Regions from separate parts of the Mus musculus genome. Here region 2 is linked to region 1. A link is a contact called in public HiCAR-type data. All regions are on one chromosome and are shown on one strand. The core of a region is the stretch at or near the end of the contact, and the rest is flanking DNA. Distances in the headings are between cores, read along the strand shown. Region 1 holds the start of Slurp1 (secreted Ly6/Plaur domain containing 1). Region 2 holds the start of Zfp623 (zinc finger protein 623).

Region 1 (5,938 bases), core at 1,426-3,925:
GGGTGAGTGAGCATCAAGTGCCAAGGGCTGGGTGGGGCGTTCTGTCAGGAAGGTAGCAGAACTCCAGAGCCTGTTTCTGAGAAGAGAAGCAAGTGGTACAATTTGCATTTTAGCAGGTGCCTTTCGGTGGAAGGTAGAGGGTATGGCCAAGGAGGAGGAGCCAGACTCCCAGAAACAGACAGGGCGATCTGGCAGACAGCTAGGGCTGGGTGATAGCCAGCTGGGTGGGAGGGAACAGGCAGAGGTCCTGGCTCCCGCTTGCATAAAAGTTGGTGATTGCCTCAGGTGCCTGGCTGGATCTGGAGAAGGACCTAGGTGTCTCTGACAGGGCAGTTGACAAGAGAGATGATTTGAGGGGATCTTGTCAGAGCCTCTCTGTTGGTTTCTGCAGACAATCTTGCCTGGCCTGGGTGGGTTTTAAACGCATCCTTTCACTTGAGCATTCCAGCGACCTCAAGGGCTGGGACTGTCATCATTCCAAATTAAAGATTAGACTGGCTTAGAGAGGAGAAATGATTGGCCCAGGGCCACACTACAGCACCTGCAGCACTCAGGTCCACGAAGAAGCCCTGTCCCAGGCTTGAAGAAGGGAGCTAGCCCTCCAAGTCACACACTTTCTTGTGCTGGGTTCAGGCCTGGTCTCTTTGTTCTACACCTGGGACCAACGACAAGGGTGCGGACTCACACAGAGAAGCTGCCAAACAAGGGCATAAATTCTGCCCTGCCCAGCAGGGCTGCCTTCCTGGCCTTACCAATCAGGGGCCAGAAGAAGGCATGGTCGCCCACGAGGATGCTGGGTGCCCTTTCCTGGCTGCTGCTCCACCCAGCACCTCCCCTGCCATCACTGACCTGTGAGGTCATCCCTTCTTTCCAGAGCCAGGACAAGTAGTCCCTTCAGGCAGCCTCGCATCAGCATCATGTCAGTGTCTTTTGTCCTCAGTATATAACCCTGTACTGTTTTCATGATTACTCGTTCCCCAGCCCTGGGTTCCAAGTTCACTTGCACTTTGGTCAAAAGGGCCTTACAGGGCCATAAAGACCCACTTTTGCTGAGCATTGTACCGTAGATGCTCATCTACCCTGTTTACAGATGAAGGAATGGGATTCTGGAGCAAGTGCCTTGTGAACAGGCTTGGGTCACCAAGCAGGCTAGGCTCAGTCTCTCAGGCTCAGAGCCAGACTTTCCCTGGCTCCTCTCCCAACCTCTGGGTGTGGTCTGTGGACAGAGCCCCAGAGATGAGTGGCCCCACTATTTGACTTGTAGGAACTGCAGTCCCTCCCTCTGTAAGCCACACCTTCTCTTTACTTTTCTACAAACCTTGTACAACTGGCTTCTCCCTGCAGTGCCAGGCCACTTCTGCCCTAGCAATCCATAAACAGGAAGCCAAGGTCTGGAAGGACAAGGGGGCTATCCCAAGGCCATGCAAAGAAAGAGCAGAAAGGCCAGGAGAAAAACGCATGCCTCCTAGGTGCCTGGACCAGGGCTCCTCCATTGCAGCCTGTCTGTCACAAGGTCAGGCTGTAATTCTGCTGTTACAGAGTCTGTAAGGGGTGGACCACCCACCAGCTCCCTACAGAGACACACATGCCAGCTGCCAACCACCCACCTATTGTTAAAGCCAAGTATTATCTATCCATCTTATGCAATCATCTGCCTATCATGCATCCATCTATCCATTTGTCCATCACCCATCCTCCACCCATCCACCCCATCATCTGTTATCCTCCCTCCCTCCCTCCCTCCCTCCCTCCCTCCCTCCCTCCCTCCCTTCCTCCCTCCCTCCCTCCCTTACTCCTTCATCTGCCTACCCCCATATCCATCCACAGGGCCACTCATTGAAACCTTGGAGAACGACAACAAAACCAAACCAAAACCAAAACCAAAACCAAAGAGACCTCAACTGGGGAGGGTTATGGAGGATGAAGGCTTAGATGGTCCTTCTGGCACAGGAAAACAGCCAGGGTGCCCATAACATGAAAGGGCCAGCACAGGGAAGCCAGAATAGACTATCAGTCCAGGAGAGTAGGTAGAGTTCTGCTGTCAGGACTAAAGCTAAGAAGCTCAAGCTTGGTCTAAAAGACATTCATTCATGGTCAGGGGAATGGCAGTGGATGTGTAGGGGCCATTCTAAGACCCTATATCTGCCTCTGCCCTCACAGCACCTATACCACATCAGGTACTCCCTCCTTTCCATACTGGCTCAGCCTCTACTTTGTGAGTACATCTGGGTGCATAGTAGATCGGTCTTAGGCAGATGGGATACAGTGAGGTTCCTTTTATCAGGCAGATATAAAGCAGCCTTGTACCTGAGCCTCAGGGGTTCTCGGGACCTGACTATCTGGCCTATTGGATGCATTCACATAGCTGAGGCAAGAGGCTCATCTGAGAGCCAGTTGAGCCAGGCTCTAAAAGGCTTCCTCAGTTGAGGGACAGCAGAGCATGGTGTCGAGTACTGGAGGTGCACCAGCAGAAGCAGGACCAAGACTCCCAGACAGAGGTTCCCCAAAAGGTCCATAGAGGGGCCCCACCCTGGGATGGTAGGTGATGATGGCTCCCATCCACCACCCACACCCCTAGCCCTGTGCCTCCCTACTGAGTCACTCTGGTCCTGCCAACACCCAGAAGCCGAAGCCGGAGGCTGAGTATAAAATCCTCACTATGAGGCCAGCCAGGGCTCCTAGCTCCTGAGCACTGAAGAATGACCCTTCGCTGGGCCATGTGGCTGCTGCTCTTGGCAGCCTGGAGCATGGGCTATGGTGAGTGACTTGGAGTGAGGCTCTCAGGGGCAGCTCTGCTGTAGAACTCGGTTTATCCCATCTCTTAATGGGAGAGAGGTATCTTTGTGGCCAAGGCATCCTCTGGACCCTTGGTAAGCTTCCTGGGTCTTAGATTCCAACATGCTTCTGGGACAGAAGTCTTGGTCATGATCTGTTCTCCAGGGAGGAAGATACGGATGCAGGATGTGGTGTTGTCACTTGTCTTGGACATCTGGGTCTCGGAAGACTCTCAGGAGGTCACTTTCTCTCTCACCTACCTGGCTCCAATAGGGACCCCTGGAGCGAGGTGGTGAGACTGTGACCCCTAACCCTTGCTAGGTGAGGCCTTCCGATGCTATACCTGTGAGCAGCCCACGGCCATTAACTCATGCAAGAATATTGCTCAGTGCAAGATGGAAGACACAGCCTGTAAGACTGTACTGGAGACAGTGGAAGCAGGTAAGGCTGGGTTCAGGCCAGGGCTGGGGGTTCCACCTGGTGTCAGGCTTACCTTGTCCCTCCATGTTCCCTTTCGTCCACCACTGTTTTGCTCAGCCAAGAAGGCAGAGGGGGCAGGAATGGTGTGTGTGTGTGCGCGCGTGTGGTGGTGCTGATGGTATCATATCTTATAGATGGTGCCCACAGATGTATAGCCCCTCAAGTACCTGCACTAAGACAGTGGCATCAGGGCTATGGGGAGTGGGGATGGGTAGAAGGCAGCAGTTGGCTTAGACCCTGGCTCTGCACAGGTATGTTAAATGTGGCTTAGGCTAGAGCCCCCACTCAGGACCAGGTAGTGTGGATGCTCCACAGAGGCTGGTGCCAACGTGAATATGTGCTGTGGCTGGGTGGGGGTTGGGCAGATTTAAGATGCAGGTTGCAGGAGGGGTTTGAGAAGGCAGCACACCATGGGAAGGGTGTGCAGAGGCAGAAAGGAACTGCAGTGACTTGGGGCTCTGCTGTCTGCCCACCCTGCAGCGTTCCCCTTCAACCACAGTCCCATGGTGACCCGCTCCTGCTCCAGCTCGTGTCTGGCCACCGACCCTGATGGCATTGGCGTTGCCCATCCTGTCTTCTGTTGCTTCCGTGACCTCTGCAACTCAGGGTTTCCAGGCTTCGTGGCAGGCCTCTAGCCACACAGGGAGCCTCCTCGTTCCTTCTCTATCCACTCTCCCGGCAGGGCCCGGTGCTGCCTGCAGTCGTCTCTACATGCCTGGATCTATGAGCAGAGCTCACTGAGCCTCAGGTCACTCACTGTCCACCAAGCTTGTGGAAAATAAAATAAACCAAGGGCGAAGGGGCCTCTCTGTTCTTGTTGGGCACTGGGAACCTGAAGTGCTAGCCTGCAGGGAAGACAGGCTGTATTCTGGCACTTCCAGGCCCCTGACCCTCACTTTCATGCAAGTTTTTGTTTTTTTCAATTCATATGTCAGATGAAGAGACAGAAACCTAGAGGGAGCAAGGCCCCCTGGGTCACCCTTCCTGCACACTAGCCCATCTCAATCCATGGCAGGTTCCTAAGCCCCGGAAACCCTTCCCCAGCATTCTCCCCATGAAACCTAAATCCAACTGCTTCTGTGACTGGGTGGTCCATCCAGACCTGCTAGGAATACAACAGAGGGAGATACACAAAGTCCAGCAGCCTCTCTACCCTAGTAGAGAGGTGCCCTAGGGTGTCCATCTCTACAAATCTGCCACACACCGCCCCTCTTACAATGGCCTGCCCATTCCCCTGAGACAGCTGAGGAATCAAATGAGACTGTGGCCAACGTCCCCTTATCTACAGACCCAATGCCATGCTGGACTCGTACTGCTTCCCAGGGTAGTGGCCAGGGCTGAAGGCAGAGGGTGGATCGAACAGCACACTCAGGGGCCGACTCTCCAGCTGGGAGCTCAAGCTTTTCAGGACCCAGGAGCCTTTGCCCTTTGGCCACTGTTTCCCTTTCCCAGTGTAGTTTCCCCGCTGTCCCTTCCACAGTGTTCTTCCCTCTGTGAGGTGTGTGGCAGCTGTGGGGCCTTAATGGCCCTAGGCACTAACGCAGTATCACGGAGCACTTCCTGGATTCTCCCAGTTAGGAGGCCATGGCCCTGAGTCCCACTGGCAATCAGGATTGCTAGCGGGTTGCCCAACAGACTGCAAGGGTAGGGGGGGAGTGACAAGGATGGTGCAGGATACCTCAGGATCCCTGAGAGGTGTGTGAAGCACCTCTTCCCCACAACCCCCTGTGCTGCCAACCTGGCCCTCTAAGCCTCACCAGCTAGGACCACATCTAGGGCCAATTCTATACTCAAAGGTCCCCTCTCGGGGCCATTCCCCTGCACTGTGAATTTCAGAGAGCCTCGTTGAACTCAGGATTTGGAGGCAAGAGGCCAGGGCTACTGGTTCACTGTAGAGACCAAACAGCTATCACCCCCTAGTGGAGCAGCTGGGGTACTGTCTCCGGCCTCTTCAGAGACAAAGAGGTGGGACTCAGTGAGAACCCAGTCACGCCTGGCCCGAGTCCATGGGGAGGCAGGAGAGCTGTGGCTTGGCACCTGAGGGGCTGGCCCATAAGAGCAATAAGCAAGGCTCAGCTACCTGGTCCCCAGTGCCAACAGAGAACCGCAAAAGCCCTTGCCCCGTGGTTGACCTTACGTACACATCTAGATTATTAAGCAGGGAATTCTATGTCCAGGCAGTGTACTCCTCCAGGTCTGGAGGCAGATGCTCAGTCAGACCCAGAAGCTCCACCTTGCTCCCACCACTTTCTATCTGGAGTCCCAGTGGGACTGTCTGGCAGCACTCAACACCTGCTATGAGCCACCCAAGCCTCCTAAGGACCCCCACCCTCCAGATTACCCCTGGCCCTTTAATACTGCCCATTTCTAGCCTGCTGCTCTACTAAACCCTGAAAAGGAAAAACCCTTTTCCAAAGGCCCTGAAAGTAAGACACTGAGTACCTACCCATGTGCCTATGGTTTAGGGCAAGGGTTAGGTAGGAGGTAGGAAGGGCAGAGGTATGGGACAGGTCTTCCCAGCTGCACACTATTGGCTAACTGTGCAACTTCTCCACCCTTGACCGAATCTGAGTGCCCTCACCCCCTGACCCCTTCCCCCACCCAGGCCCTCAGACCTATGGACTGGTGCTGGGTAGAGCACAGATCTCCCCCACCCCCATAAAACATCTGCTCCAAGTCCACG
Region 2 (5,938 bases), core at 1,239-3,738, 1.2 Mb before region 1:
GCCGCTCACAACTCTGTAACGCAAATTCTAGGGGATACAACGCCCTCTTCTGGCTTCTGAGGGTACCAGGTACACACATGATGGACAGACTAACAAGCAGGCAAAACACCCATGCTGCAAGATAGGATCACACAGTGAACACCAAGATACTGTTAGCTCAGCCCTTAGCACACACCTTTAATCCTTCTGGCTGGACTACAGACACACCCTTAGTTCACACTTTTAATCCCAAACAATGAAGGCAAAGATAGTTTGTACAAGGAAGCACCCATGTTTGGAAGTGATGTCTGATTGAGAGGCGGACAAGGTGACAAATCAAGAAAGATTTGACAGAACAGGATATACCAACTCTTACTAGAAGAGAAAAGAAAGGGAAGCCACTTAAGGGGCCCGCAGTCTAGAGAAAGAAGAGAGGCAGTTTTACAGACAGTTTGAGGAGAGAACGAGCCAGAAGATTAGAACAGAGTACCAGACTTAGTTGGAGGCCAAGCAGAGCAATTCAGAAGCCAGACTGAGTGAGTCAGCTGGGAGACAAGTTTGATACAGAACAGCTGAGTTAAACCAGCCAGAAGATTCCAGAAAGAACCAGAAGGGATGAGCTTATTCAGCAGCAAGTCTCAGGGGCTGAAAACAAGTTTAGGCCTAGATTAGATTGGACAGAGGCTAGAAGCTTCCAGGACTAGCAAGCTAGGAGATGGAGGCAGTAAACCTTAGAGACAACAATTCCATCAGGAGAATAAAAACCAACATTAGACACCCATACACATAAAGAAAAACAGGAGCAGGAAAGCTTGCATCTCTGCAGCCTTGGGAATAACCAGGCGGGCGGGCCTCGACATGGTGTCCCTGACAACCTGTGGATGTGCCACTGCAGCTGTGGAGGTAGCTGGGTGCTGTGTGTGCAAGGCATGCTATTTGAGGTCAAAAAGAATAGAGCGAGTGACTGGCTGCTCTCTTAGGACTCCTATTCCAACCTCTACCTCTAGCCCCTACATACAAGGATCCTGCTGACACAAACAGTCTTCTTTTCCTAACAAGCCCAGGGCCTTTTAGCAGCCATTTTCCATAAGCCAACAGAGCAGTCAGAGGGCTCTGTGATTTACTTCAGAGACACCACTTTGTTCTAGCCCACTGCTTCTCTGGCATCCCGTCCACTTCCAGATCAGACCATAAGTCTTGTAGGGGAGTGGGGGTACTTTCCCAGGTCTACCCTCTCTCTATATCATCCTCCAACGCATTCCAGAACCAGAAATCCACCCCCAAGGCTCCAGGAGTGTCCATAGCTGCATGTGTTGGCTTGTGAGGTTTCTCTATACCTCCCATATGAAAAAAGAATGCCATCATTATGCCAAGTATTAAAACAGATACAATGCCACATCCGTGACAGGAACAAAGGTCTGCTCTCTGCCTTAAAACTTGATGTGTATATGTTTGTTTGTGTGTGTGTGTGTGTGTGTGTGTGTGTGTGTGTGCGCGCGCGCGCGCGAGGGGCATGGGGAGTCTGATTTCTTCGTGATCAGAAGACATTTGTTTCTTTCATTGTAATGGGTCTCAAAGGAACGATGTCTAGAAGAGCACAGGGCGATTGTGAATATCAGCTCTCCACCTGGAAAACTACTTGAGTTTAGAACTGTTCTTCTGCTAATATCCCGGGAAACCTCTAGCATAGCACTCAAGCCCTGGGGACTCCTGGACCACGGTGGGGCCGGGTGCAAAGAGGACTAAATGTCCCTGGCATTATCACAGAGATGTCATAGACGTTGACTCAGACACTTCATGGAATAGAACAGCTTGTATGACACCTCACCCCACCTAAGAATCCTCCTTCATGACATACGGAGCTGATTCTGTCCAACACACATATTATCTTCAACCCCTGAAGCACTGGGGTGCCTGCACTGCATCCCCTCGGACAGAGGCCGAAAGGACTGAGGGAAGGCAGAAGGCAGGAGGGCAAGGTCCAAGCCGAAGAGCAGCGTGGCGCGCACCTGCATTCCATCACCTGAGCGGCTTAGCCTTCAAGCAGCCATCCGGGGGCCCGACCTGCAGGCGCCGAGGCCGAGTGTGCAACCCTCGAGGGCCTCGATGTCTGCGGACGATCGGTCCATGCATCTACCGCCCGCAGCTCGGCGAGGAGACGCAAGGCTCCGGCCCGAACCAAGCGAGGAGCTACGGACAGAGGCCAAAGCGAAGTGCAGCCGGCCCGGGACACCAACCAACTCGCTGAGCCCCGCCGGTCACGAGCCCGCCCACCCGCGCGAGCCGCTCCGCCTCACTCACCCGGAGCTCGGCGGCGAGAGGACGGCGCGGAACCAAGCCGAGCAGCATCCAGGCGGGTAACCCCGGGCGGCCACAAAGCCCGCACCGCTGCCGCACGCCCCGGCCGGAAACTGCCCGAGGCTCCGCCCGGAGGACATCCGTAGGCACTCTAGGATAAGAATGGGGGCCGGGGCCGTCTCCCTGTCACAGACTTCCGGGCCAGATTCCTGCGGTCAGCCGGAGGACCCAGTGCGCAGACGCGGTGGCTGAGAGCCCTGTTTGCGCACGTGGGTGTGGGATTAGCGGCGAAGCTAGGCAGTAGATGTCGTCAGACTTCCCTGGAAGAGCTGGGAAAGGCAGGCTCTTTAGAGAGCTTTTAGTAAAGATTTCTTGTTGGTTGTTAGTGATGGTTCTGTATGTAGCTTTTGGTTTTAGCTTTGAGCGTTTAGAACATCTTTATCATTATCTTATGTGTGTATGCCTATGGTGGAAAGACAACTTTGAGCCGCTGTGCCTATGACACAACATCTTTGTAATAAACCACTGGAGACTCAGAGTAGTGAAATCGAGGCAGTTTATTTTACAACTTTGCAAAGTCAGGTGTGAGCCTAGAATGCCAAGCTCACTCACTGATGGAGGCAGAACTTTATTTTATTGTGTGTTTTAGTGTTTTGCATGTGTGTATGTCTGTTCACCATATGTGTGCTTGGTGCTCCTGGAGGCCAGAAGAGGGCATTATATTCTCCTGGAAATGGGATTATAGACACAGTTCTTAGCTGCCATGTGGGTGCTGGAAATCAAACCAGGATCCTTTGGAAGAGCACCAACCAACTGCTTGATCTTAACCCCAAGGAATCTCTTCAGCCTCGTGGAAGGTACAACCTTAAGAGTCATCTAGGTCTTAACAAAAAAAAAAAAAAAATTGTGTGGGTTTATCTCTATATTTTATATCCTGTTTTTAAAAAATCTGCCACTGAAACTGCACAGTGCCAAGCCTCAGCTGCCCTCCATGAACTGTTCATGTCTTCAAAACCAGTAAGTACCACCTGGGTGACTCTTATGCTACCAAGTTCAGCTGCCAGCATGAGGGACAACCTTGGCTGCTTCTGGAACACAGCTTCTGTGTAGCTCTTAGGAAATACTTAGAAAGTTTTTACCTCAATGATGCTAGTTTCTTCTTAATCACTACTAATTCTTCAGCTGTAGCTGACCAGCATCGAGTATCACAGCAAAGCAAAGGTTTCACTTTAGTAGTCCTGGTATCTTGTTCATTACAGCTGATTCTTCAGCCTCAGCTAACCTGAATCCCAGAATCTTTTTTTTTCCATTTTTTATTAGGTATTTAGCTCATTTACATTTCCAATGCTATACCAAAAGTCCCCATACCCCCCCCCACTCCCCTACCCACCCACTCCCCCTTTTTGGCCCTGGCATTCCCCTGTACTGGGGCATATAAAGTTTGCAAGTCCAATGGGCCTCTCTTTGCAGTGATGGCCGACTAGGCCATCTTTTGATACATATGCAGCTAGAGACAAGAGCTCCGGGGTACTGCTTAGTTCATATTGTTGTTCCACCTATAGGGTTGCAGTTCCCTTTAGTTCCTTGGGTGCTTTCTCTAGTTCCTCCATTTGGGGGCCCTGTGGTCCATTCAGTAGCTGACTGTGAGCATCCACTTCTGTGTTTGCTAGGCCCTGGCATAGTCTCACAAGAGACAGCTATATCTGGGTCATTTCAGCAAAATCTTGCTAGTGTATGCAATGGTGTCAGCGTTTGGAAGCTGATCATGGGATGGATCTCTGGATATGGCAATCACTAGATGGTCCATCCTTTCGTCACACTTCCAAATTTTGTCTCTGTAACTCCTTCCATGGGTGTTTTGTTTCCATTTCTAAGAAGGGGCAAAGTGTCCACACTTTGGTCTTCGTTCTCTTGGGTTTAATGTTTTTAGCAAATTATATCTTATATCTTGGGTATCCTAAGTTTCTGGGCTAATATCCACTTATCAGTGAGTACATATTGTGAGAGTTCCTTTATGATTGGGTTACCTCACTCAGGATGATGCCCTCCAGGTCCATCCATTTGCCTAGTAATTTCATAAATTCATTCTTTTTAATAGCTGAGTAGTACTCCATTGTGTAAATGTACCACATTTTCTGTATCCATTCCTCTGTTGAGGGGCATCTGGGTTCTTTCCAGCTTCTGGCTATTATAAATAAGGCTGCTATGAACATAGTGGAGCATGTGTCCTTCTTATCGGTTGGGGCATCTTCTGGATATATGCCCAGAAGAGGTATTGCTGGATCTTCCGGTAGTACTATGTCCAATTTTCTGAGGAACCGCCAGACTGATTTCCAGAGTGGTTGTACAAGCTTGCAATCCCATCAACAATGGAGGAGTGTTCCTCTTTCTCCACATCCTTGCCAGCATCTGCTGTCACCTGAATTTTTCATCTTAGCCATTCTGACTGGTGTGAGGTGGAATCTCAGGGTTGTTTTGATTTGCATTTCCCTGATGATTAAAGATGTTGAACATTTTTTCAGGTGCTTCTCTGCCATTCGGTATTCCTCAGGTGAGAAATCTTTGTTCAGTTCTGAGCCCCATTTTTTAATGGGGTTATTTGATTTTATGGAGTCTACCTTCTTGAGTTCTTTATATATATTGGATATTAGTCCCCTGTCCGATTTGGGATAGGTAAAGATCCTTTCCCAATCTGTTGGTGGCCTTTTTGTCTTATTGACGGTGTCTTTTGCCTTGCAGAAGCTTTGCAATTTTATGAGGTCCCATTTATCGATTCTCGATCTTACAGCACAAGCCATTGCTGTTCTATTCAGGAATTTTTCCCCTGTACCCATATCTTCGAGGCTTTTCCCTACTTTCTCCTCTATAAGTTTCAGTGTCTCTGGTTTTATGTGGAGATCCTTAATCCACTTAGATTTGACCTTAGTACAAGGAGATAGGAATGGATCAATTCGAAATCTTCTACATGATAACAGCCAGTTGTGCCAGCACCATTTGTTGAAAGTGCTGTCTTTTTTCCACTGGATGGTTTTAGCTCCCTTGTCAAAGATCAAGTGTCCATAGGTGTGTGGGTTCATCTCTGGGTCTTCAATTCTGTTCCATTGGTCTACTTGTCTGTCACTATACCAGTACCATGCAGTTTTTATCACAATTGCTCTGTAGTACATCTTTAGGTCGGGCATGGTGATTCCACCAGAGATTCTTTTATCCTTGAGAAGAGTTTTTGCTATCCTAGGTTTTTTGTTATTCCAGATGAATCTGCCGATTGCCCTTTCTAATTCGTTGAAGAATTGAGTTGGAATTTTGATGGGGAATCCCAGAATCTTAATTCAAAAATAACAAATGGTCCCAATGGAATCTTGGAGCTTCACTCTGATACTTACCAAGGCAGGGCTCCATCTTCGGCACTGCCCTCAACAGCCTTATGTCCCAAACTCTTACAGAACAGCTCACTAAGCATTAAACAATTTTAACAGCCCTTCCCCAAACAGCATTATCTGTCACAGAAACACCCCACAATTCTGGTACCAATTTGTCTTGGGGTTTCTACTGCTTCGATGAAAGCCCATAACGGAAAAGCAAGTTGGAGAAGAAAGGGTCTATTTGGCTTACACTTCCTCAGCAGTGTTCAGGACTGAAGAAAGTCAGGACTGGAACTGAA

What was found. HiCAR-type assays count read pairs that join an accessible place to other places.
Region 2: a contact with region 1 is called in a HiCAR-type map of astrocytes, with 4 times the contacts expected there. The contact joins the promoter of Zfp623 here to the promoter of Slurp1 in region 1. A contact is called at or near these places in 2 of 39 promoter capture datasets (hippocampal neurons and pre-B cells) and 1 of 115 datasets of contacts at active chromatin or transcription factors (astrocytes).

Annotation. Positions count from the first base shown.
Region 1 is chr15:74,724,760-74,730,697 of GRCm38.p6, reverse strand. Slurp1 (secreted Ly6/Plaur domain containing 1) reads left to right here and starts at 2,675. Exons shown (of 3, transcript NM_020519.2): 1 at 2,675-2,757; 2 at 3,097-3,216; 3 at 3,736-4,054. The coding sequence starts at 2,700. The coding sequence ends at 3,890.
Region 2 is chr15:75,937,502-75,943,439 of GRCm38.p6, reverse strand. Zfp623 (zinc finger protein 623) reads right to left here and starts at 2,488. Exons shown (of 2, transcript NM_030199.3): 1 at 2,281-2,488.